Linked DNA regions of Mus musculus: regions 1, 2, 3, 5, 6 and 7 are each linked to region 4. Evidence: chromatin contacts called from public HiChIP or PLAC-seq, capture Hi-C and promoter capture Hi-C data. All regions are on one chromosome and are shown on one strand. Each heading gives the region's core, a stretch centred on a gene start, on an enhancer-like site or on the middle of the called end of the contact. The rest is flanking DNA. Distances are from core to core; before and after follow the strand shown.

Region 1 (3,417 bases), core at 13-2,512, 330 kb before region 4:
ACTTCCTTGGTACTCAGGTAGGCCATTCACTTCTATAGACTACTTAGGAGCTGCCCAAGGTACAAGACCAGTCAACTTACCATTCTAGTCATTCAATTTTACCAGACGCGCCTTTTGTGCACCAGATCCTTACCACCGCTCCCTTCTCATCTAGTACTTTTCAGAATTCCTGGCTGTGACACCTTTATGATCGTAGGATGTAGCTGTTCAAAAATCCATGTTGTCACTGTGTGACTTTCCCTTTGGAAGACCTGTAGAAACGTCTTCTCCAAGTAGGGCAAACAAGCGTTGGAGAACACAAGAAAAGCCTCCCATTCATAAGACTTCTCACAACCGGCTTAGAGACACAGGATCCACCTTCTTGCCCTTAAGAATCCGTTGGCTTCATTCAAATGGGCCGCCTTCATTGATGACCAATCAGAACGCCCGATCTTCAGCTACCAACCAATAAACGAATGCAATAGATAGGAGGAAAGTAGGCAAGAAGCCATCTCGCAGCGCCATTACACTTTAGGGCAAGGAGGTTAAGAAGTCGGCATGGCGTTCGGGTCAATAAAATCGATAGCTGGAACCTGCCTGTGTTCTAGGCAGCGGTGGTGCAGGAGCAGCGCCGCCATCTTCCCCGAAGGCATCTTCCGGTGCCTCTCACCCAAGTTCCAGCGGGAGTTCCCTGAATAACGGTCTGTGTCGGGCCGCCCGGCCCCTCAGGCAGCCGATTCAGATTTCCTCCGGGCCTTCCCGACGGAGCTTCTAGGTCTCCGGGTCCCCGTGGCAAGGCCGGGGAGCAGGTCCGATGGCGCCACCTTCGGCTCCGCTTCTCCTGCGGGCAGTCGGAGAGGCTGGACCTACTCGGAAAAGGGGCAGGAGGCCAAGGGCCTTGAAGTTCGTGGACGTGGCCGTGTACTTCTCCTCGGAGGAGTGGGGGTGTCTGCAGCCCGCTCAGAGGACTCTGTACCGGGATGTGATGCGCGAGACCTACGGCCTCCTGGGCGCGCTCGGTGAGGCCCGGCCCAATCTGCTTACGCGGGGCCTAAGGGATGATGGAGCTTGAGGGCGGGGTAGAGTGGGGGCAGGGAGCCTAGGGTCCTGACCTGCGATCGGCTTGTTAGGGGTTGGCGTTTATTTTTTAGCATCCTTTCTTCGGGCCAGCTCTCTGACTGGTTCTCCTTCCCCAGGATGCGCAGGTCCCAAACCAGCTCTCATCTCCTGGTTGGAACGAAATACCGATGACTGGGAACCAGCAGCCCTAGATCCGCAGGAGTACCGGAGATGGGTAACATTCCAGAGAAGTGAGTGAAAAATACCCACGAAAACCATACTGCCTTCCTGAGTAATGCCCTAAACTGTCGACCCAATCTAAATTTGTCGTCTGATGAGAGTTAACCAGGTTGCTTGTACTGTGGGCATACGAACTACAAACGGTACTTCATTGACATAAGTGAATTACTGAGCTTTGAAAAAGATAACTACTGCTTTCCAGGATCCGGGACTTAGCTTCCATTGAACTTCTCCAATTCCCATCGGTCCTGGGAAGACTAGAAAGAGTCCTTAACCACTGAGACATCTCTCTCTAGCCCCTGGTTCACTCTTGACTTTAAAAAAGAAAAAGCCCCATTGATTGGAATGTTCATCTAGGCTTGTGAACTACTGGATGAAATACAGTCCAAGGTTTTTTTGTTTTTTTTTTTTACAACTCTCTCAAAGTGCTCCTAGACCAACAGCTGCATATTTGGGAGTTGTCTTGGTCAGAGGTTTCTATGCTGTGATAAACACCATGAACAAAAGTGGCTTGGGGAGAAGAGGGTTTATTTCATTGATATTTTCATGTAAACATCCATCATCAAAGCAGGGCAGGGCAGGAACATCAAGGCAGGAACTGAAGCAGAAAGCCACAAGGAAGGCTGCCTCCTGCTTGCTCTCCTACTTTCTTACACACTCAGGAACATCTGCCTAGGGATAGCACCACCCACAGTGGGCTGGGCCCTCCCATGTCAACCTTAATCAATCACTAATTAAGAAAATGTACCACGCTGGGCATGGTGGCACACACCTTTAATCCCAGCACTCAGGAGGCAGAGGCAGGTGGATTTCTGAGTTCAAGGCCAGCCTGGTCTACAAAGTGAGTTCCAGGACAGCCAGGGCTATACAGAGAAACCCTGTCTCGAAAAACCAAAAAAAAAAAGAAAAGGATGTACCACAGGCCAATCTGGTGAGGACATTTTTCTCCGTTGAGGTTCCCTCTTCCCAAATCACTCTAGCTTGGATCAGGTTGGCATAAAACAAGTCAGCACAATTGACCCCTTGTTAGCATGACACACAAACCCATCCCTTTTAACCATAACCTTTGTTTTTTGTTCATTCCAAGATCTCAATTCAAACACTCAATTCAGACTCTCCTTAAAATACCTAGTCTCTTTCAAAGTTTCTCTATCATATCCAAAACCTCTCTAAAATTAACTATGGGTTCCTATTAAAAAAAAGTTACATACTTGTTTATTCCAAGAAGTAATAACCAGTGCACAGTTACAGTAAAATCAAACCCAAAGTCTACGTGTGACGCTCAGTGCCAGCCTTCTGAGACTCTGCTCCTCTAGGCTCCAGAGGGCTTGGCAGTGGCACTCGTCTGACATCCACTGCACACACAGCCAGCTCACAAAGCTCTAAAGCTGCTGTGAGTGGTCATCTGTGCCAATGCTCTCTCCAAAACACCGGAGTTCTGGGTACACCGGGAGCCTTTCTTGGGATCTCTTTAGAGACACTGAGCCTGCCACGTGGTGCCAGGCCTTAATTTATCTCCATGACCCCCCTTCAGTCCTGAGGTTTGTACTTTAACTGAGGCTGTGAGTTTACCAATGGTCTGGGCTTTCCAGTCACAGTGCCAAGCCTCATTGCTCTCCATGACCCTTTATGCCTTCAAAACTAGAACATCTGGGGACACTTACACATAGTCAACTTCAGCTGCCAACAGGAGCCTTGGCCCCTTCATGGACCACAGCTGCTGTGTGCTGATCCTGTGGAGGTACTCCCAGATTTATCATCCTTGCTGATGCTGGTGTTTGGTTTTGTTTTGTTTTGTTTTGTTTTGTTTTTTGTTTTTTACTTGTGTCAATTTCTTGGATCCAGCTAATAGCATCAATTGCCCCAGTTAAGAAAGGTTTCCCTTTAGTGGTTTTTAATAAACGAATATCACATAAATGGTAGAATCGTAGGCAGTCTCAAACTTCACTCCAGAGCGGCATTATCTTCTGAGTCCCCACAGAGTAACCCACAGAGCTCTGAGCACCCAATAGCCTTTCCTGCTCCAAAGTTACTATCACACCCTCCCCAAAACAGATAGCAAGGTTTAATCACAGCAATACCCCACTCCTGGTACCATTGTCTGTGTTAGGGTTTCTATTGCTGTGGTAAACACCATGA
Region 2 (3,252 bases), core at 679-3,178, 450 kb after region 4:
TCCTCAGGAGTTCTCTCACACAAAATGCCACATGTGGACTTAAGGTTTAAGCTTGTTCTGGGGATAAAGACACGAACTTTAAATTAAAAAAAAATAAAAGTCATACACACATATATTGTTTATGTGCAAGTGTGTACACATATTTATGTGTCATGTAGCAGTCAGTTCTCTCCTTTCATTGTAAGAGTCCTGTGGATTGAACTCAGACCATGAAGCTTGGCAGCAAGTGCCTTTACCATCTGAGCTATCCTGCTGGTCCAAAGCTGGACCCTTTGGTCTTTATTCTTCTTTCTCCCTGCTTCAGTGGCAGCAGGTGTACCAGCAAAGCTTTCCAGTCTGTAACCTGCGAGCAAAATGTTGGGAAAGATACAGTTCTGAGCTGCAACTCAACACTGTCCCTCCAGCGATGCGGCTCTGCTGGTGGCCCTCTGTATAGGTACCAAGTTCTGAGAGGATCCCCTCTCCACTGGTACCAGTTCTCTTCATAGGTGCATGCTAGTAGATCCCATGGCTCTAAGGCCTGGCACTGGATCCGAACGCCCACCCACAAGAAAAAAGATGACATAATATATGAATATATACATTCATACCTGCAATCTTAGCCCTTGACATGCTGGAGCAGAATTGCCACAAGATCAAGTCTACCCTGGATTACATGGTGAATTCCTAGTCAGCCTAGGATCCAGTATGAGACCTTGTCTCTGTCAGTTCCAAAGCCAGCATTCTTTAGGATCTCTCGAAGCAGTTCTCCTCTACTAAAGGAGCCATTCCCTTATTCTGGCAGAAGGAACAGATCTGTGGTACCTATTAGCACACTAAAAGGCATGCTGGCATCTTGGCTCCTCTCGCTCCCCTGGCCCAGAGGCTCCCTTTCTACCAGCTTCTCACTGTCCTATAACCCAGCTATCTCAGCTACGCATCCCCCAACCCCACTCTCCAAGTCCTCGTCTTTGTCTTCATCTCTTGCTATCCCATGCCCAAACCCACTTCTCATGGCCAAGTCCAGTTTTCTGGTCATATTCAGTCCACTTCTTTCTCTCTGGACTCTTCCAGATCACTATGGCTGAACTCTCCCTAGCATCTACAATAAAATCCTCCCCTCAGTCACACCTCGGAGTGGTCCTGTCATCAGTCTACATAGTCTCAAACAAACACAATTTCCTCTAGAGAAATGGGAAGTCTTGTCCTGATGCCCAGCTTTGCACAGCTCTCCTCTGAGATGACAACTCTGTAAGGGTCAGGAGGTGCACAGCTGTGGTACAGGAGCCTCTGCAGCCCCAGTGCAGCTTGATATTGCATCTTCACTCCAACAGCAGACAGAGGTCAAGGGGGCACTCCTCACTCCTGGAGGTGTGTCTCTCCCAGCTGCAGCCTCTTGTCTTTGCAGAGGGTGAAAATCTTTCTAGGGACTGATCTCCACCAGTCACGTGTGGTATTGGATGAGGTAGACTAGAGCCATGAAGGCAGGGGCACCTTCCAGGGCCTTTAGACTCACACTCCCATGAACACCCCTCCAACTCTGTTGCACCTCTAGTTCCTTGACCTTGCTCCTTCCCATCATTCTGGACTTTCCCTGACGTCAGAGGTTCCAGGCATCGCTGTGGTTGCTCTGATCGAAGCCCAAGGTGTCCTCAAGACTGGCTTGGAGCCAGCAGGTGTCCCCATCTGGCTACTTTCTTCCCTATGCCAGAGTGGGTTAATTAGAAAAGTCCCATTGTTCTACCTTAAGTTTAGGTAAGTTAGGAAGGAGTCAGAAGCAGAGCAAAAGAAACCCACTGTCCATGCTGTGGCCTGATTGGTGTTTTGTTTTGTTTTGAACAGGCTAAACCCACAGTCCACAGTATGGTTAACAGAACCCTGCCCTACTCCACCTCCTCCCCTTTTTGTTTCTGGAGAACAGCCAGTCCTAGCACTGTTTCCACTTCCTCCCACTTGGGACACAAAATCTCCAGCTCAAAGACCAATTCTGCATTCCCCACATTGCAAAGCCTACACAAAGATCCCTACCACTGAGCACCGAGGGAGGCATGGCTCAGAACCCCAGGTGAGTGGCAGAGTGGGGTGGCCACCTTGTCCTGCCCAGATACTGGTTCCACTGCTCTTCAAGTGCCAGCTAGTCCTTACACTTTGATTAGTCTGCCTGACTGCTGCCTGGGCCTCTAGCCTCTCTACTTTCTCCATGCATACCCCACCTCAGAAGAGCAACTGTGGTTTGTCTGAGTTCCCCTCCGCTCTGGCTTGTTTTAGAATCCTTTTTATTTTAGTAGAAAGTTTCTCCCTACCTTGCAACAAGCTTAATAGCTAAATTGGTTATATTTGTCTCAGAGCAAAATAGGATATCAGTTCTAGATGGGCTGAGGCATTTCTGAAGATAACAGGAAGTTCAAGGGGAAAAAAATAGAGAGAGGCCATGGCCTGAAGCTGCACTAGGAAGTAGTGAAGACTCGGCTGGTGCCTGCCGTTTTCTCATGTATGAGCTGGAATATCCTAGGAAACAGCACACATTGGACTGATTCTACCTCAGAGTGTTTTAATGCCTGGACTATGTATGCTTGGGCACTAGGGACATGGAACAATGTTCCACAGGTGATCAGACATAGCACAGTGGTGACTTTTGGTGGAGATAGATTTGCCTTTGATCCCAGATCTACCTGCCACTTTGGGGGGCTCTGCCAAAGCCCCAGGATCCCCGTCTTAAATCATTTAACACATGGTACTGTGGACTTGCTAGAGAAGTGGGTTTTACTCTGTTCTCAATGCAGCAACATGGAGCCCTTGCGTAAACCACTGGTGCCTGTGAAGGGAATCCCACTCATCAAATACTTTGCGGAGACAATGGAGCAACTGCAGAACTTCACAGCCTGGCCTGATGATGTGCTCATCAGCACGTACCCAAAGTCTGGTGAGCGAGCAGTGGTCCCCACCACACACACACTTTGGTAAGCAGGTCAAGACTCTGAGCCTCGCTCACCTCTTGCTCCTCCCTTTCCAGGTACTACCTGGATGAGTGAGATCATGGATATGATCTATCAGGGTGGCAAGCTAGATAAGTGTGGCCGGGCCCCCGTCTATGCCCGGATACCCTTCCTTGAGTTCAGCTGCCCAGGGGTCCCCCCAGGTATGTGCATGGGGGTGCTAGAGACAAGTGGAAAAAGGTAGGACCGGGCCCCAGTTTAACAAAGTTCCTTGTTCAACTTAGGTCTTGAAACTCTGAAAGAGACACCAGCCCCACGGATCATTAAGACACATCTG
Region 3 (3,123 bases), core at 340-2,839, 320 kb after region 4:
AGTCCCCAGGGCCCCCTCTATGATCCTCAGGACATCATTACTGGAGCTACTGCACTGGAGCTATGGATGGCAGGCCCAGCCTAATTACCTGGGAACCTTGAGTTCTCTGAAAGGCAGGATTCTGAGAGCCCTTGGACCGCTGAAAAGGGCCTGATGCTCTGGCCAGTGCCCCTGCCTTTCTTCCTCTCCCTTCCCTGATAAACTATTGTATGTGAGGGTGAGGATGCAGGACATTGCTCACCCAGGCAACAGTGTGGGAGGTTTCTGCCAACCTGGACTATCAGGATAAAGGGATGGCCAGCCACACCCTGCCTTTAGACTCCTGGTTATTTTAAGAGGTGAGTATCCTGCCTGCATCTGCTCTCCTTTGGAAAAAAAAAAAAAGTACAACCACCAGCAGGCACCAGAGTCAAGGGAGGAGGGAACCAGAGGAGGCAGTGGGAGGCAATATCTAGATGTTTTCCCTTCTTGTTCTGCCTTACAGATCCTGGACCTGAGACTGATTTCTTGACTAATTTCACTGTATTTCCAAGGAAGAGGTTCCTCTAAAGACCGGTGAGTGAGCAGTGGCACCTCCTCCTCTCAAGGCAAACCAAAGCTGCCTCTTCTTCACCCCCCACGCAGGGATGAATGTCAGGAGCCTCAGGTTTCCCTAAATATAGGTCCCGGCCGCGGGATTCGTGGTGGGGAAAGGGCAGGGGTTACCGAGAAGGTCTGGGACACTGGTGCGGGGGTGTGTAGGGGAGGGGTGGGGAGTAGGAGCTGCCTTAAAACCCAGCCCTGGACTGCCGGGCTCACTCTCTGCTGACCGGGCTCTGCGGCTTCTGTCACTGCGCCACAGGTGGGCCGCTATCCGGATTGCAGGATGGGAATGGGGGTTGCGGATTGGGACCTGAGGAAACTGAGTGCTCTGAGAGTTACAGGGTGACAAGAGAGCTCCGAGACGGATTTTTTTATTTTGGAGAAGGAAATCAGGTTCGGGAAAGACCTGTCTGGCTTGGGCCAGTCCTTGTCGGTCATTTCCTCAAACTGGGTGTGTTTAGCTCGCGGGTGGTGCCTCCCGCCAATCTGCTAGGCAACGCCAGGCCTGGATACGCCACTCAGTTCCGATGTGGCCGGCACACTAGTTCTGGGAGGTTTTGCCTGCGTACCATGTCAGCTGCGCCGTGCTCTGGCCAGGGAGAGATGGAACGCGCCCTGCATTTTAGTCAAGCGACGAAGCAGGCAGGCAGGGAGGCTCCGAAGCTCTGCGTTCTTAGCAGTGACGTCAGGCTGCAACTACACAGCCGGAAGCCAGGGGTCTTGGAGGAGAGGCCAGCCACCATCTCACTCTGACCCCCTCCCTACTCTTCGCCAACCCACATTCCGGCTGAGTCACGATGTTCGCGCGCGCGCCAGGCAGGGGTTGGGGGGGGGGGTGTTGGGGGGGGGGGCCTGGTGACCTGCGGGATGTGGCTCGAGTCACGTCCTAGCGGGGCGGAGGAGGGATCGTGTTCTAGCCGCTTGTCTCCTCCCCAGTGCCGCCTCCTATCGGAGCATCTTGGGGCGGTGCTGCGCACAGTGCCCACCTTCAATTGGACGGTTCCCGTCCCTGCAAGGGAAAAAACCTGCAGAGGGCGGAGCGGCGCCTTTAAATGTCCGGGGCCCCGCCTCCCGTCCCCCCCAACCCAGCTGAATAGGCTGCGTTCTCTTGGAACGCGCAGCAGAACGAGGTTCTGGTGACCCTAGCCGCGTTCGCTCCTTAGTCCTTTCGCCTACCCACCGGCGTACCAGGCAGACCCACCCCGTCCTGTGCCAGGTGAGCGCCATTTGACACGTGCTCGGGGAAGGGTCTATGGGGTTAGGATCTTGGGCCGGTGGCGGGCAGTGCAGAGCCGTCTTCCCCACGGCCCCTCACTTCTCCTTTTTCTACCCCCACGCTTGCCCCCAGCCCGGGTTCTCCGGCCTGCGCCCTGGCGGTTCGCTGCGCCACGCAGCAACTCAGCGCGCTGAGTCATGCCGGGGGAGGAAGCAAGATGAGGTGGAAAAACAGACCCCTCTTTATTTTTGCAAAAACTCTCCGCTATGCAAAGCATCAGGGTCCCATTTCCTATTCAAGAGATCTCAAGAAGCGATGGGGAGACGGGGGCGATCGGCTCTTACACCGTCTCAGGATTTACGCGATGGGGTGGAGGAAATTGGTTTCCTTTCGGGGGAGCCCCAGGAGAGAAGGCTAAACTCCTCAGCTGCAGTACTCTGTTGCCCATTAACACTTTACTATCTTTCCTTATCTGTGACCTTGATTCTGAGTCTGGAACCGCTGTAGCGTAGAAGTGCACGTGCCTCGTACATCCTTTCCCTCCCCTTCTAACAGTATGGAGGCAAAGGTTTCGTTCTACCTGGGCTCCATAGCCCCTTTTCTGTGCTTCTGATGGCCCTGTGTTTTTCCTAATAATTAATCCTTTTCCTCGAGCTCCTCCCCCGCAACCATCACGAAGAGAGAAGCCTGACCTTGGGGTGTCCTTGAAGCCTGGGCCGGCCCTGGGTGGATTAGAAGGGGCCCCCCCACCTCAGTCGGGAAATCTTGGTTCTCTCTTAACTCTCGCCTTTGGGTTGCTATGTGGCTTTGAGCACAGATCATTTCTTTCTTGGGCTCTTTCAGATGAGGGTATTAGGCTCTCTGCCCTATTCGTGATCCTTAAATTCTAAAATATTCCCGGTTCAATTTTGTTTCTAGGCAAGGTGACCCATGGCAACGCGCAGGCCAGATGGGTCCAGCTTCAACATGACCCGCCTGTCCCTGGCTCTGGCTTTTTCCTTTCCCCCAGTTGCCAGTGAGCAACCCCACTCTGAGCTGGGCAACACCCAGCAACAGACAGAGTTAGGAAAGGTACAGGAAGAGGCAGGTCTAGTATAGGGAAGTCGGGAGTAGGGGAGAGCTCTGGGACAGGAAGTATCCCAGGACCCTCAGGGAGTGGGGCAGGGGAGGTGGGGGCTAGTGCCCTGGCCTCCAGGGAAGCTTTGTTACCGGGGAGACCATGGGATGGTCCAACTAAGCGCTGGTCTCTGTCTGCCTCCCTCACCCAGGAAAGCACTGCCACCGGCACCATGCCCCACCCATACCCAGCACTGACCCCGGAGCAG
Region 4 (3,430 bases), core at 186-2,685:
AAAGTTTCCTGGTCAGCTCAAGGTTAATTTTGTTATGTTCTGCATTAGGAGTGGTATTCTCAGCAATCGAGTCTCACCCTGTAGTTACGGTGCACAGCCAAGAGCAATAGCAGTAGTGTGCTGTTTTCGGAGCATCTGGAGCCTTACTGACCAGTAACTCACAGGGAGAGGGCTCACCCCGGCACTGAGGTTCTCATTTAATAATTCATGTCTTCTGGGAAGCACTCATGCAGGGTACTTCTGCTCAACTCCCTATTTAAAAAATATTATATATTTAAAAATAGCTTTCAGAACAGTGGGTTCCTGCAATGCTTCCTCATATACGCTTAGTTTGGGCTTCCCTTCCCCCCACCCTTTTCTGAATCTCTTTTCTTCACTTTAACCCTGAGTCTCTCTCTCTCTCTCTCTCTCTCTCTCTCTCTCTCACTCTCTCTCTCTCTCTCTCTCTCTCGTTTCACATCTCAGTGTTCTACTATCTTCACTAATAGTTTTTTCTTGGGTTGGAAGATGGTTTCCCTATAGCTTTTTCATATACCTTTTATTTTGGCTAACCTTGCTCCCTCCCCCAGGTTTGACCCTTCCCCATTCCATCCTTCTCTACTTTATTTCCCTGACCCAGCCCTTAGGTATCCACCCTTGTGGTCCATCTCTAGTTTTCTGGCTCCCACGTGTACTCCAGGTTAAACATACATGACCAAAGATTTAGAGCTAGGAGCCACATATGATCCAGAACATGCAATATTTCTCAGTCTGCTACAAAGTCACTGATGCTACAGTCTCCTCCGTCACCCTTAGGGCCTCATCCAAAACCCCTCCTCCAAATTTCTATAAATTTGGGGGGGTAAGTTTTCAACACACTGACTTTGGGGGAGCACATTCAGACTGCAGCTCTCAGGAAAAGTGGGAGGGATGAGGGGATATTTGTGGGGTTCCTACTCTGTCCCTCAGAAAATTTGAGATAAAAAGAGAATGGGCCGCATGTGCTTGTGCGCGCTTTAATCCTAGCACGGGCTGGGGACACAGGAGGTGGATCTATACAGTGAGAGCCTCTCTCTGGTGGGGTTAGGGAGAACGGAATTGGGGCTTGAGTGCAGGTCTGGGATCCACGATTTTCCCAGCACACCACTAACAAGGCTTTCCGGCCCTCATAGGAGAGTGAGGTCCGGCATTCATGGCCCTGCACTCCGAGGGAGCTCCAGCAGGGCTGGAAGTGGAGAAAACAGGGCCTGTTTGGTGCCAGAGGAGTCAGAATTTCTAAGTGCTCACAGCTGAGCACTTCCCACTGATTCTGGGGTTCGCAGTGGGGCTGGCTCAGCGAGGGTCCAAAGAGGTGTACCGTGAGGGCTCTTAGGAAGGACTGACCCAGCTCGGCCCCTCCCTCCCCTCTCTCTGGCAGCCCCACCCCCAGCCTCAGCTTCTGGGAACATTCGACCTGAACTGTGGTGAACACACTGACCCGCTGGCTGCTCCAAGTCACCATGGACCCTGAAGGTGACCTAAGTCTCTGCTCTGTGTTCCTGTTTTCTATGTCCCCTACTGCCCGTCCCTCTTCCTATTTCAGCCATCTGCCTCCCTCTCTCTTCTCTAAAGAACCCCTTGTGGCCTCTCCTTGGATCTTGTTCCCAAGTCCGCTTCTCTCTGTCTTGTTTGAACCTCCAAAATCCTCCTCTTGCTTCGCGGTTCTTTCTGTGTTGAGCCCTACGGAAGGGCAGAAGCTTGGGAACAGAATGGATGGGGTTGCTCTGCTGGGGTCAGATGGACTGGTAGTGGGAGTTTGGAAAGGGGAGCAGCCCTGGACTCTGTCCCTTGTTAGCAGCCAAGAGAAGCGGAGGCAAAGTCCGGTCTCATCCCTGTAGAGTGTGGGGGGCGGGGAGGGGATGAAGTCGGAGACTGCGCTCAGGCCGCAGAGTCTGGCTTGGGACTCACAGCACCTGCTTGAGCCTAGAGTGCATCAAGGACAGGCTGCAGGGCCATCGGAAGACTTCTACAGCCTCACAGCCTCTTTTTCTTGCAGTAGCATTGGGTCTGGGGTGTAGCTCAGTGGTCGACACTTGCGCAGCATGCTTAAGACCTTCCACCCTAGTAGGTTTGCCGCTCTTATTTAAATCTTTTGTGTTTCCCTTTCCTCCCTGGGGCCTCCTCCCCCATCCTCCCCACTTTCCTGCCGGTTTGCATGCAACTCCTCTGGCCTGCCTGTGGAGCCTGCTCTGGATTTGTAGGTCTGGCTAGAATCTGGGGAGTTGCCTGTGCTGATCGGGCTGGCCTCAAACTTACCGAAATTTGCCGCCGGCCGCCTGCCAAGTGCTGGGATCAAACCCGTGTGTTCTGCCTGGTCTGCCTTTCCCTCCTAACATTAACACTGCCCTGGATTTGAGGCCAGGGGATTCACAGCTGTGGGAACCCTGGGAAGTTACCCAGAAGGATTCTAGGTTTCTGCATCTGGAAGATGCTTCAGGGTGGTAGGGAAACTCAACCACCTTTGCAAGTGTCCCGGTTCCTGAGTTCTTTACTGAGGAACTGTGGGTGGGTGTTCAGGGAGGGCATGGATGCCCAACATGAATATGAAATTCTGAGAAAATAGCCATGGATTCCCTTTTCTGAGAAAGGGGGTTCAATAATGGCATTTTTCATCCAACCCGGGTTTCTGAATTTTTAAACTTATTATTGTATGTGAGTGCATGGTGGTGGGGGTGTCAGGTGTCACAGTGTGGAGGTCAGAGGACATCTTTTCAGAGGTTGTTCTCTTCTTCTTTCCACCTTTGTACGTCTCTGGGGATGGAGCTTGGGGCCTCCTGAACTGTCTTTCCCCTCTGATTATTCATTTAGTTTTGAGACAGGTCCTCACTGTGGAGCCCTAGCTGGGCTGGAACACTCAGCAATCTTCCTGCCTATGCCTCCCGGGTGCCGAGATTAAAGGGGTGTGCCTGGTTTTGTTTATTCCTAAGACAGAGTATTTTTTTAATATTTTAAATTCTGTTTATGCATGGCAGGAGTTATGCACACATGTGTGGGGTTGCCAGATGCCATAGGCATTGGGTCTCCCTACAGTTACAGGCGGTTGTGAGCCACCTGATGTGTGTGCTAGGAACAGAACTTGGATCTTCTGCAAGAACAGTGTGGACTTAACCTTTGAGCCTCAGTGATATGCAGGGCCACATCTCCAGGGTCTTGATTCACAGCCCAACATGGCTTGCAACTCATGTAGCTCAGAGTGACCTTGAACTTACGATGAGCCCCAGCCTCCCAAGTGCTGACATTACTGGTGTGTGATCCACCACAGGCTCCAGACCCAAATTCTTAATAAGAATAAATTAAAAACCTCACATACTCAAGGATGGGGTCTCGAGAGAGGGCTCAGTGGGTAAAGTACCAGCCTTACCAGCATGAGTTCAGATTCCCCAGGACTCACACAAAAGTTAGCCTGCAATGC
Region 5 (3,282 bases), core at 27-2,526, 500 kb after region 4:
ACAAATACCTGTTTATTTCATTCTGCCCTCAATATATTATTTAAATTTTAGAAGTCACACGTATTTATTGTGTGTGTACATGGATAGGAATGTGAGGGTCAGAGGACAATTTATGGGACATTTTTCTCTCCCATACTGTATGGGTCCTGGAAACCGATAAACTCAGGTTGTCAGGCTTGGTGGCAAGTACTTTACCCATTGAGTCATCTTGCCAACACACAATATTTTATTTTAAATTCCTTTTCTCCACCCTTTTTTTTTTTGAGGGGGGAGGGTCAAGGCAAGGGCACTGTATGGGAACCCATGGGAAGTTGTGACTAATCCTTACACTGTTCCCGCTTGTGAAGGTTTTCCAGGCCTCATGAGTCTGCAACCTCTCACCAACAGAGCCAGATAGAGTTATCCTCTGTTAAAGGGGGAACCTGAAGCAATCAGAGAGGGAAAGTGACGTGTCCAAGGTCACACAGCAGGAAACACTGGATCTGAGCTGACTTGTGATCCCAGCATTTAGGATGAGGAGGCCAGAGAATTGCAAGTTCAAGGGCTAACCTGGGCTCCATAGAAGGATTCTGTCAGAAAGAAAGGTAGAGGGAGGTGGATCAGGAATCAGAGTGTGGAATCCAGGGTATTTGCTGTCTCTACCAGCTAGCTATCCTCCATCTTGCATGAGGAAGAAGTCCCTGGGGACTCTGTTGAAGGGGACTTTTCACAAAAATAGAAGCCTTGGGTGTGACAGGAACTGCTGACCAAGCAAGAAGTGGGTCAGTGTCCCTCCTCCCTCCCTTTTCAGTATGTATGCTGCCACTACCTCCTGAATCTGAACCAGACTACAGTGTGTGTGTGTGTGTGTGTGTGTGTGTGTGTGTGTGTGTCTGTCTGTCTGTCTGTCTGTCTGTCTAACTATGACCCAGGCCCAGGAGGGGCTTGTGGCAGAGGCTGAAATGATAGGAAGGACTGGCCTATCTGAGGCCCTCTGCTCTCCCTGGCCAATATCCCAAAGACTGTGCCCAGATCCTGTCTGCTTCCTCCGCCCCTGAGGCGAGAGCTTTCCACGTGGAAAAACACAGCTGTGCTTGGGTGAGTCCTGTGAGGGAGGAGGGAGGGGAGGGTGCTCCTCTCTGCTCAGGACTGCTGTCTATGGGCCCAGTTCTGGGAAAGGGCCAGATTGCATCAGACAGGGCTTGGAGGGCGGGGGCCAACCCCGTGGTTTAGGGAGGAGACAGCGTTATAAGTAGGGTGAGAAACTGGGAGAGGGCAGACATTCAGACAAGGAGACACAGGCAAGACTTTGGAGAGAGCAGACTAGGCATAATGGCCACCTTGCCACCAACAGCCAACCCTTCCCAGCAACCTCTAAACCTAGAGGATGAAGATGGAATCCTGGATGAATATGATCAGTACAGCCTGGCCCATCCCTGTGTCGGTAAGGTTTTCGTGGTAGCTCCTTGGTCAGCCCATCTGCTTCTCACTGGGTACCCCGGTTTACCTTTCCTAGCTAATCTATTCCCAACTCCCAAGTAACCCCTTCTAGTCTCATCTACTGAGTTCTGTCTCCCTTAGCCCCAAGAACTCACAAGTGAGCATCTCTCATTCTATACTTGAGTAAACAGCAAGGATAGAGTGCTTCAGACGTGAAGACGTGACCGCCCCACTCTGGCCATTTATATGCCTGTCCTAACCTCACACACCTCCTCTACCTCCTGCTCCACCAGTCGGGGGAGGTCGGAAAGGTCGGACCAAGAGAGAAGCTGCTGCCAATACCAACCGCCCTAGCCCTGGCGGGCATGAGAGGAAGCTGCTGACCAAGTTCCAGAACTCTGAAAGGAAAAAAGCCTGGCGCTGAGACGGAGCTGGAGGTGAGTCGGGAGAGCCGGGCCTAAGTGTGCCGAGCGGGAAGCGGGGAGCCAAAAGCTGGTCCTGGTGAGATGGCGCTGCAGGTAGAGGCTCTTGCAGGCAAGCAGGACAACCTGTGCTTGATCTCTGGGACTCGAGTGATGAAAGGGGAGAGAACCAACTGCAAGCTGTGTTCCCAGGGAGCCCTGCAGATAGATGTCCAGGCAGGGAAGTGATAAGAATGAAAACCCCATTCAGACCGAATTCCATCAGCTTGGATCAGATTTCAGGGCATCTAACGCCAGGCGGTTCACTGTCAGCATATTTAAAACACAGTACAATTTGGGAAGAGGTTTCTAGGCAACAGTCAGGTCCATCAGTTCAATTCCAGGAGCACAATAAAGCTTGAGGTGTGACTACACTGAAACTCCATGAGGGTGGGTTCTAGAGCTAAAGGCCTAGAATCTAGAGTGGTCTCTGACCAATAGCATGGAGGTCATCAGGCAGATGTGACATCTCTCCTAAGAGTGGGTAATGGTCTAGGGAGGGGAGAGTCTGGGATTATCATTCTGGAGAACTTGAGTGAGGTCGGCTTCTATAGCAAAAGCTGGGGAGGTCTGACTCCACACAGAGCCAAAAGCTCACCAGGTTGTTAACAAAATCCACTCTCAGATTTCTGAGTGGAATGCAGGTATTTGACTTTATCTCCTGCATTGAGGAGACACACGGCATGATTAAAACTTCTGGTTCTTAGTGCTTCTCTTGAGTACAAGGACCTCTGTGCCCCCAATGTCCACCGACTTCCATATGCTCAAAGTAGCACACGAGAATACGCATGTGCGCACATGCATGCAAACACATTGGCATATCAATAAATGAAAAAAATAGTGTTGGCCGGACAGTGGTGGCACACGCCTTTAATCCCAGCACTTGGGAGGCAGAGGCAGATGGATTTCTGAGTTCAAGGACAGCCTGGTCTAAGAAGTGAGTTCCAGGACAGCCAGGGCTATACAGAGAAACCTGTCTCGAAAAAACAAAATACAAAAAACAAAAACCAAAACCAAAACAAAACAAAACAATAGTGTTGTGACACTATTTTTATTCTACATCTAAAATAATATGAGACCCGTATTTGACTGAGCTCCCTGGTAACCAGAGGTGGGGGGAGTTCCCATGGAGCCTTTCCAATGGAGAGGAAGTTTGGTTTATGGAAAGGGAAACTGAGGCAGATAGAGTCAAGTACTTCTCTAAGGTAATAGCAAATATGAGTAGGAAAGGTGGAAGTCAAACTCTGATCTCTGTCCCTTTCGTTGCCTGCTTTCCCTCTGCACAGATAAGGCCAGACCACAGACACCACACCCAGCAATGGATACAGGACATCACACCCAGCAATGGATACAGGACATCACACCCAGCAATGGATACAGGACCTTGGAGAAATTAGGAGTT
Region 6 (3,255 bases), core at 136-2,635, 360 kb before region 4:
AGTATACATAGCACAAGCAAAAGCAAGTGAGTTTGACTCTAGTTAGGTCCTTCAGACCTGGATTGGAGATGGGGCTGCTGTCCAATTTGTTCTGCCTTCCCCTGTGCTCCTAGACACTAGGATTACTGCTGGGATCGGCAGTTGTGATGCTCGTGGGAAGTCAGTCTACAGGAATGATATATTCCGACTGAACAAATTGGAAGGACTGGAATCTGGGACATGCTCACCTCTTTCCTTCTTCGCTTATTGGGCCATTTACGGGGCCTATCCCCAGAGGGTCGGCCAGGCTCACGGTCTGAGCTGTCCCCTGGTTCCCCAGTGGCCCCACTGGAGCCCCCCCTCTTCCGTTTCCCAGAATGCTTCAGCCGATGTTCCAGTCGTTCTGGGGGCTGAAGAGATGCATCCTTCTGTAGAAGAGGTGGTGGAAATGTGGTTGGAGAAAGAAAAGCTCCTTAACTCTCTAAGGGTGACCAAGTTACTCAAGTGCCTCTCAAGCAGGGGAACCTAGGTAGTCCCCAGACACTAGCTCTACCTCCTCCCACCCCAGGGTGGGGCAGAAACCCGGCAAGAGGAGCCGGTTGCTCTGGTTTGGGGTGTCACCACTGCCCCCTCAACCCCATCCTCTGTAAGGGCTATACCCTTCTCTCTGCCCTTCTGACCCACCTCCCAAAGACCCCCAAATCCCATTAGGGCACACCTGCAAGGCCTCAAGGCTGGCAAAGCTAGCGATGGCAAAACCATCGATCAGGTCTTCCTCCTCTTCCTCCTCCTCAGGCTCCTCCTCGGCTTCTCCGTCGTCTGCGCCCCCCTCTTCCTCCTCGTCCTCTTCCTCTCCGCGGCTGCCCGAACCGGCAGGCCGCTTCCGAGCTCGCGGTCTCGGGGGTCGAGGCCTGGGTCGGGGCCGCCGCCGTCGTAGGCCCCCAGGCCGCTCTCCAGATGAAGCTGACGACCAGGGACGGGCGGGCGGCGGCGGTGACGAGGAGGATGAAGAGCCTCGCGGGGCGGCCAACAAGGCCCGGGGCGCGTCACCGCCTGGACCTCGGCGGCGCCGCTGCTCCCGATCACGGTCTCGCCGCGAGCAGCGTCTCCGTCGCCGCTCCCCTTCAGCTGCCCAGCCCGGGCCTGGGGCCGCGGCCGTCTCCATGGTGACGGCCCTCAGCGCCGCATCCGGAGGCGGCGGGGCCCGAAGCGGCCTGTCCACAGGCCCCGGGTCGCGAGCGCGGCGCTGGCGCTTGCACAGGGACGGGAGAGCTCCGGCTTCCTCTTTAAAACAGGATCCGCTGGCCTCTGGCTTGCCCCAAGGCCAAGGCCCAGAGAGCCGGCGCCGCCCCCGGGGCGACAAGCCTGAAGGCCCCCCCTGTAGGGCTGGCGGGGCCGCGACGACTAAAACTGGGCGGCCGTCCCTTTAAGGCGAGGCCTCAAATTGTCCAGCCCCCGGCCCCTTTAAGACGACTCCACCGTGTCCGGCTGGTCTAGTGCGGTGGCGGCCCCGTGCCAGGGGTCGAGGCAAGTCTCCCAGAGGAAGAGGAAGGACCACCCCTTTAAAAGGGGCGGAAAGCACGACTTCCCCTTTAAAAGTGTCTCAAGTCCTCCGGCTGAAAGAGGCCACCCCTTTAAAGAGTCCAGAGGCCTTCAAACAGCGAGTCGTCCCTTTTTAGAGAGCGTAGCTAAGTTTCTAGCCCTTCACAGGCTGTCACTTCCCCTTTAAGATGAATTTAATGAACTTCTTGCGTGGGGCAGGAGGTAGGAAAACTCCACTTGCCCCAATTCTTCCAGCAGGAGTTGTTTGTCAGCTTCTGCTGTCCCCTTTAAGACTGGCGTTGGAGTCGGCCGAGTTCGGTACCCACCCCTTTAAGGAGATTTAACGAGGTCTCCGCCTCCCGTAGCCTTGAAAGGTGCAAGGGGGCGGAGCCTGCCGTCCAAAGTCCCGGATGTGAGGCAACGGTGACGGATAGAGCTTCTCTCTCTGTCCTCCGACATAAAAGACTCTTCCTCCTTTCCTCCGTTCCTAACCGGCTTGTAGCTAGAAGGATCCGGAAAGGCCACTGGACAGTGAGGAACTCCGCCGTATCCTCCTGTTGTCTTCTTCGGCGTCTACGGCTCTTCTCCACCAGAACTTCCCTGCCCCTCCTCCCTCTTCCTCCTCAGCCAACGCCTCCTTCCTCTCTCCGCCTCCTTCCCCCTCCCTCCGAGGCTCAGTCGTTTATAGGTTGGCAAGTAAACGTCAATGCAAAGGGCGGAGTCAAAGTCGCCGGAGTGCCGGACGTAACAGCCTTCAAATGTGGGATTGGGTTGTCAGGTTAGCCCCGCCCTCCCCAGGTCTTGTGACTGGACTGGTCCGAAGTAGGTGTTTGGAGCAGTTCCTTAGGCCACCCGCCTCTTCCTGCTCTCTGTTTATTGGCCATCTACTGAGAGACAGTGCGAGGCACTGGGAGGTGGTGCCTGGAGTGGTAGGCAGCAGGCCACTGGTAGGCGTTAGGCTGTCCTAGGTGCGCTTTTCTGGTGTGTAGTGGCTGCCTTTTTGCCTGTTGGTATTTCGCGCAAGCGCATGGCGCTAATGCCTTCTGCCCGTCTTTGGGCGGATCTGTCTACCGTGGCGTCTCAGAAAACCCAAGCACGATCCGCGAGAGTCAGAGGTGGGGCGGAGACCAAGCTCCCAGTGGCCGTCCCTTCCTGTGCTCAACAATAATAAACACTTTGCACTCCAGTGCGAAGTACTCTCTCACATTAATTCACTTGGTAATGAGTTCCGAGGTAAATATTTGCTCTCCGATCCATTTTACCAAAGGTATCTGTATACAAACTGCCAGGATTCTAGCTCCAGAGTGAAGGTCCTGGCCACTGTGCCACCAACTGCAGCACTTAGGTTGTACCACTCTGATCTGATTGTTTAATGTATCATTAGTGTGTGGGCATGATGTATGTGAGGGTGCGAGTGCCATTAGATGTATGTTGAGACGAGAGGACAACTTTGTAGAGTCTTCAACATGTTCATGGGTTTTGGGGATCAAACTCTGGTTACTAAGCTTATGTATGTACCAAGCGCTTTTTCAGTGGAGCCATCTCACTGGCCCTGGCTGTTCTTTTAATGTGGACATTTCCTTGACAACCCTTGTTTTCTTGTCGATATAAAATAGTGATAAATTCCCTAACAGACTTTGTGCCGGTCGACTCTCTATGATAGATTGTCCTAAGTTGGCGATGGCAGCATTTGGGAGGAGTAAATAACATCTTCAAGGCCTTAACCTGTTCCAA
Region 7 (3,267 bases), core at 674-3,173, 260 kb after region 4:
CCCTTTTCCTGAGTGGATCCCACCCACCTGGTGTGTCCTCTCACCTTCCGACCTGTGGGTTCTGGACCTGAATCTGATGAAGATGAGGAACTTCGGGCCTTGCCCTTCTGACCTGTGGGTTCTGGACTCGAATCTGATGAAGATGAACAACTTCGGGCCTGGCCGTTCTTGGAGCTCTTGTTGGAAGAGCGGCTCTTCCTCTCCTCTTTGGTGTTTTGTCCTGCCTGGGAGTCACTCACTTCCCTCTCTGTGTCACTGTCACCATTACTGCTGCCTAGGCTGCCTGACTTTGTAGTGCCTTGAGCAGCTGCTTGCTCCTGTGTGCTGTTACTGTCATCCCTGCTGCTTGTGTTCTGCCTCCTCCCACTCTCGGTCTGGGTCCTGACCTTGCTCTTTCTCTTCACCGAGTGCTCTTCTCCCTCCTCACTGCTGTCCCCACTACCCACTGTGCCCTCTTCCTTCTCTGCCTCCCCCTTCTCACTGCTGTCCCCACTGCCCACTGTGCCTCCTTCCTTCTCTGCCTCCCCCTCCTCACTGCTGTCCCCACTGCCCACTGTGCCCCCTTCCTTCTCTGCCTCGCTGTCTCGCAAGCCTCCAGTTGGCCTCCCAGGCCTGCTTTTCTGCTTATAGCTCTTTCTCTCCCTGGCTGTTCTCTCTGCTCTGTTACTTCTGGATCTGGGCTCACTAAGCTCTTTCTTCTTAGCTGGGCTCTCCTCTCCGCTCTCTTCACTCTCCTCCTGGCAGTTAGCACCTGTGCTTCCCTCCACCTTTGCTCTCTGCAGCACAGCCTCCTCCTCACTGCTCCCACTCTCTTCCCTAACCTGCTTCCTGTCTGCCTTGAGTGGTACTTGCTTGTCTTTGGCCCCAGCTTGCTTTCTAACCTGGCCCTTCTGTTCTTGTTTCATGTCCTCCTCTTCCTCGGTGACCTTACCTGATCTAACAGAGCCCTCTGCTTCCCCCTCACTGCTCTCCTCCAATCCCATCTTTGCATCCAGGTCTGTTTGGTGGTCTTCATCTGTGCTCTCAACTGCTTTCTTTAAGGCTCTTCTTAGACATGTCTTCTTGGTTGTCCTGTTCTTTGTTGAGGGTCCTGAGCCATCTGGACTGGATGGTGAAGAGCTGGATTCTGAAACATGGGGATGGGACTGGATGGATTCCTCCCTCTCCTTCCATCTAGAATAGGATGCTTCTAGATCTACTCTGGTTAAGAGTGAAGGGCAGCAAGAAGCACCACAGCTGTGGCCCCAGCTGGTTCCTGACTCACTGTCCCCCAAGCCCCAGCCTTGCAATTAATACATGCGCCTCGCCTTTTGAAGAAACCAATGATGCTGGAGTCACAGACAGATAAACAGGGAAGAAGGCACTAACCTGACTCTGAATTAAAGCGGAACCTTTTCTTCTTTGGGTCACTGCAGGGAGCAGGAGACCTCTTCACTTTGATAAAGTCTGGCTTTCCTTCCCTGGTACCAGCATCCGCCTGTGGGTGCAGCATGAGGGCAAACCGAACCAAGATGCCCTGCCCCAACCCCTCAGCAACAAACCCTGTCTCTGCTGGCCCAGGGTTAGACCCACACCTGCATTTTCGGCAGCTCCTCCTCCACCAGCCGCTTCAACGCCTGCTTCTCTTCAGGTTCAAGATGATCCCGACCCACGTGAATCAAAAATTTCTGTCGCACGATGGCGTGCGTAACCGAGCTACAGAGACACGTGTCATGACAGAGTTCCAGCCTAACCCCTCCCCTTCACAACCCAGACTCTAATACCCAGACTCTATGCACCTGAGGTCCGGGCAAGCTCGAAAGAAGCTGCGAGTGAATTTTCGCATCTCATCTCCCGGCGCCATTTTGCGTCACCAGGGATTGGTTGCTCCCGCCTTTTTTTCTTCAAGGCTGGTTTCCCGAGCGACAGTAGTTTGCGCACGCGCAGTGCGGCGGCTTCGTGAGGAATGGGACCGTTGAGCCTCCGATGTGGAGCACTGAGACGGAAAACTTTGGCCGACCTTGCTTTTTCCTGAGCAGCTGGTGGGTCTTGAGCGAGGTTTCGACTCTTTGCTAAAACTACGTGTTAAAATTTTCGCTAGAAGCCGGTTCGGCGCCGGCAGTCTTTATAACGTAATCAGTTCAATCAATCCCTGTGGTCGGGATTAACAAATTAGGTCGCTTGTTTCGAAAGGCAGAAGGGAGACGGTATTCTCGCTAACATACTGAATTTCTGGTTATATTCTTTTGGTTCCAAATCTTTATAAACAGTTTACAATCAATAATTGTGCCCCCCCAGTGTCCAGCTCCTCTGTGACCTCAGCTCACCGCGAAGCCACTGGAAGCAGCGTTCCTTTCGGGTCTTCCCCCAGGAGGGCGGGCGGTGTGATTACGCTCCCCGCGCGCGGAGGACGCTGGGAGTTGTAGTCCGTTTCATACGGCGTTGCAAAGTCTCCGGAAGTGGAGGTGTGAGAGGCCGGGCGGACTTGGGTAGCGGGACTCTACTCCGGGGCGTTTCTCCCTGGCGGGTCATGAACGGACCAGCGGACGGCGAAGTGGACTACAAAAAGAAATACAGGAATCTGAAGCGGAAGCTCAAGTTCCTCATTTACGTGAGTGCCAGCGTGGGGCGGTTGTGGAGTGTGAGGCCTAACTCGGAGAGGACCTCAGTTTACCCATGTGGTAAAGGGGGTGAGTAGGGAGAGATGTCTCCGGGTTCTGGGTCTTTTATGGATTGCTCTTGGCTCAGCACCCGCCCTGTCCGCCGCAGGAGCACGAGTGCTTCCAGGAGGAGCTCAGAAAGGCGCAAAGGAAATTGCTGAAGGTTTCCCGAGACAAGAGGTAAGGCATCTTGTGGGCACGAGGGCACTGTTAACTCCCAGGGAATCCGTTCTTACGCCGTCCCGGAACAGGATCCCAAATGCATGCAGTCTTAGGAGGATCCAGTGGGTCTCCTAGGAGGGACTAGGTAGGGCTCAAGACCACCAAAATGGGGATACCCACCCTCCTTCCCACTTGTCTCAGTTTCCTTCTAGATCGACTTCTGCAGTATGAGAACGTGGATGAAGACTCCTCTGGTGAGCAAAGTCATGACCACTTTTAGGAAGATATGAGATACTGGCCCTTGAAACACGTGTTCCTAGGTCCACCCTCCTAGGGTCCGGAAGCTGATGCAGGCCCCTCCAATGGTTCTTAAGCCTAGTTGCTGCCTTCTGTCACCTTCTTCCTGTTTTGTCTTTTTTCACCCCATTGGACAAGGTTTCTCTGTGTAGTCCTTTTGTAGACCAGG

What was found. Promoter capture Hi-C pulls out the DNA fragments that hold promoters and counts their contacts. HiChIP or PLAC-seq counts read pairs in DNA pulled down with a chosen protein or histone mark. Capture Hi-C pulls out chosen DNA fragments and counts their contacts.
Region 1: a contact with region 4 is called in an H3K27ac HiChIP or PLAC-seq map of embryonic stem cells, with 5 read pairs. The contact joins the promoter of B130055M24Rik here to the promoter of Qprt in region 4. A contact is called at or near these places in 2 of 39 promoter capture datasets (liver and neutrophils) and 3 of 115 datasets of contacts at active chromatin or transcription factors (embryonic stem cells, microglia and pancreatic cancer cells).
Region 2: a contact with region 4 is called in a capture Hi-C map of macrophages, with 4 times the contacts expected there. The contact joins the promoter of Sult1a1 here to the promoter of Qprt in region 4. A contact is called at or near these places in 7 of 39 promoter capture datasets (the SN4741 cell line, cranial neural crest, hippocampal neurons and 3 more), 2 of 15 datasets of contacts at CTCF or cohesin (the NIH/3T3 cell line and large pre-B cells), 1 of 115 datasets of contacts at active chromatin or transcription factors (embryonic stem cells) and 2 of 9 other capture datasets (liver and macrophages).
Region 3: an H3K27ac HiChIP or PLAC-seq map of embryonic stem cells shows a contact between it and region 4, with 3 times the contacts expected there. The contact joins the promoter of Aldoa here to the promoter of Qprt in region 4. A contact is called at or near these places in 16 of 39 promoter capture datasets (the C10 cell line, the HPC-7 cell line, the SN4741 cell line and 11 more), 4 of 15 datasets of contacts at CTCF or cohesin (the NIH/3T3 cell line, embryonic stem cells, large pre-B cells and 1 more), 13 of 484 Hi-C or Micro-C datasets (B cells, the MNK3 cell line, Th17 cells and 8 more), 59 of 115 datasets of contacts at active chromatin or transcription factors (the 230-238 cell line, CD8 T cells, the HPC-7 cell line and 38 more) and 4 of 9 other capture datasets (adipose tissue, embryonic stem cells, liver and 1 more).
Region 5: a contact with region 4 is called in a promoter capture Hi-C map of liver, with 3 times the contacts expected there. The contact joins the promoter of Nupr1 here to the promoter of Qprt in region 4. A contact is called at or near these places in 7 of 39 promoter capture datasets (cranial neural crest, embryonic stem cells, frontonasal cranial neural crest and 4 more), 1 of 15 datasets of contacts at CTCF or cohesin (the NIH/3T3 cell line), 2 of 484 Hi-C or Micro-C datasets (Sertoli cells and cerebellum), 3 of 115 datasets of contacts at active chromatin or transcription factors (astrocytes, embryonic stem cells and large pre-B cells) and 1 of 9 other capture datasets (liver).
Region 6: a contact with region 4 is called in a promoter capture Hi-C map of liver, with 1.9 times the contacts expected there. The contact joins the promoter of Fbrs here to the promoter of Qprt in region 4. A contact is called at or near these places in 1 of 39 promoter capture datasets (liver), 1 of 484 Hi-C or Micro-C datasets (B cells) and 3 of 115 datasets of contacts at active chromatin or transcription factors (bone marrow-derived macrophages, double positive thymocytes and regulatory T cells).
Region 7: a contact with region 4 is called in a promoter capture Hi-C map of adipose tissue. The contact joins the promoter of Ino80e here to the promoter of Qprt in region 4. A contact is called at or near these places in 4 of 39 promoter capture datasets (the C10 cell line, cranial neural crest, frontonasal cranial neural crest and 1 more), 2 of 15 datasets of contacts at CTCF or cohesin (embryonic stem cells and large pre-B cells), 9 of 484 Hi-C or Micro-C datasets (CD4 T cells, bone marrow-derived macrophages, cerebral cortex and 5 more), 38 of 115 datasets of contacts at active chromatin or transcription factors (the 230-238 cell line, the HPC-7 cell line, the NIH/3T3 cell line and 24 more) and 4 of 9 other capture datasets (adipose tissue, liver, macrophages and 1 more).

Annotation. Positions count from the first base shown.
Region 1 is chr7:127,446,235-127,449,651 of GRCm38.p6, reverse strand. B130055M24Rik (a long non-coding RNA gene) reads right to left here and starts at 1,262. Exons shown (of 2, transcript XR_869949.3): 1 at 81-1,262. It overlaps Zfp689 (zinc finger protein 689), which reads left to right and starts at 494. Exons shown (of 3, transcript NM_175163.3): 1 at 494-998; 2 at 1,176-1,289. The coding sequence starts at 794.
Region 2 is chr7:126,675,094-126,678,345 of GRCm38.p6, reverse strand. Sult1a1 (sulfotransferase family 1A, phenol-preferring, member 1) reads left to right here and starts at 1,928. Exons shown (of 8, transcript NM_133670.2): 1 at 1,928-2,044; 2 at 2,763-2,902; 3 at 2,993-3,118; 4 at 3,200-3,252. The coding sequence starts at 2,028.
Region 3 is chr7:126,797,720-126,800,842 of GRCm38.p6, reverse strand. Aldoa (aldolase A, fructose-bisphosphate) reads left to right here and starts at 1,589. Exons shown (of 9, transcript NM_007438.4): 1 at 1,589-1,798; 2 at 3,067-3,123. The coding sequence starts at 3,088.
Region 4 is chr7:127,120,034-127,123,463 of GRCm38.p6, reverse strand. Qprt (quinolinate phosphoribosyltransferase) reads left to right here and starts at 1,435. Exons shown (of 4, transcript NM_133686.1): 1 at 1,435-1,491. The coding sequence starts at 1,479.
Region 5 is chr7:126,623,464-126,626,745 of GRCm38.p6, reverse strand. Nupr1 (nuclear protein transcription regulator 1) reads left to right here and starts at 1,276. Exons shown (of 3, transcript NM_019738.1): 1 at 1,276-1,423; 2 at 1,713-1,856; 3 at 3,167-3,282. The coding sequence starts at 1,312. The coding sequence ends at 1,843. All of the region lies in intron 1 of Gm39087 (a long non-coding RNA gene), which reads right to left.
Region 6 is chr7:127,477,088-127,480,342 of GRCm38.p6, reverse strand. Fbrs (fibrosin) reads right to left here and starts at 1,385. Exons shown (of 18, transcript NM_010183.2): 1 at 698-1,385; 2 at 228-407. The coding sequence starts at 1,144.
Region 7 is chr7:126,861,028-126,864,294 of GRCm38.p6, reverse strand. Ino80e (INO80 complex subunit E) reads left to right here and starts at 1,923. Exons shown (of 8, transcript NM_001370765.1): 1 at 1,923-2,021; 2 at 2,278-2,590; 3 at 2,749-2,819; 4 at 3,003-3,055. The coding sequence starts at 1,966. Hirip3 (HIRA interacting protein 3) reads right to left here and starts at 2,323. Exons shown (of 7, transcript NM_172746.3): 1 at 1,779-2,323; 2 at 1,575-1,695; 3 at 1,369-1,477; 4 at 45-1,126. The coding sequence starts at 1,843.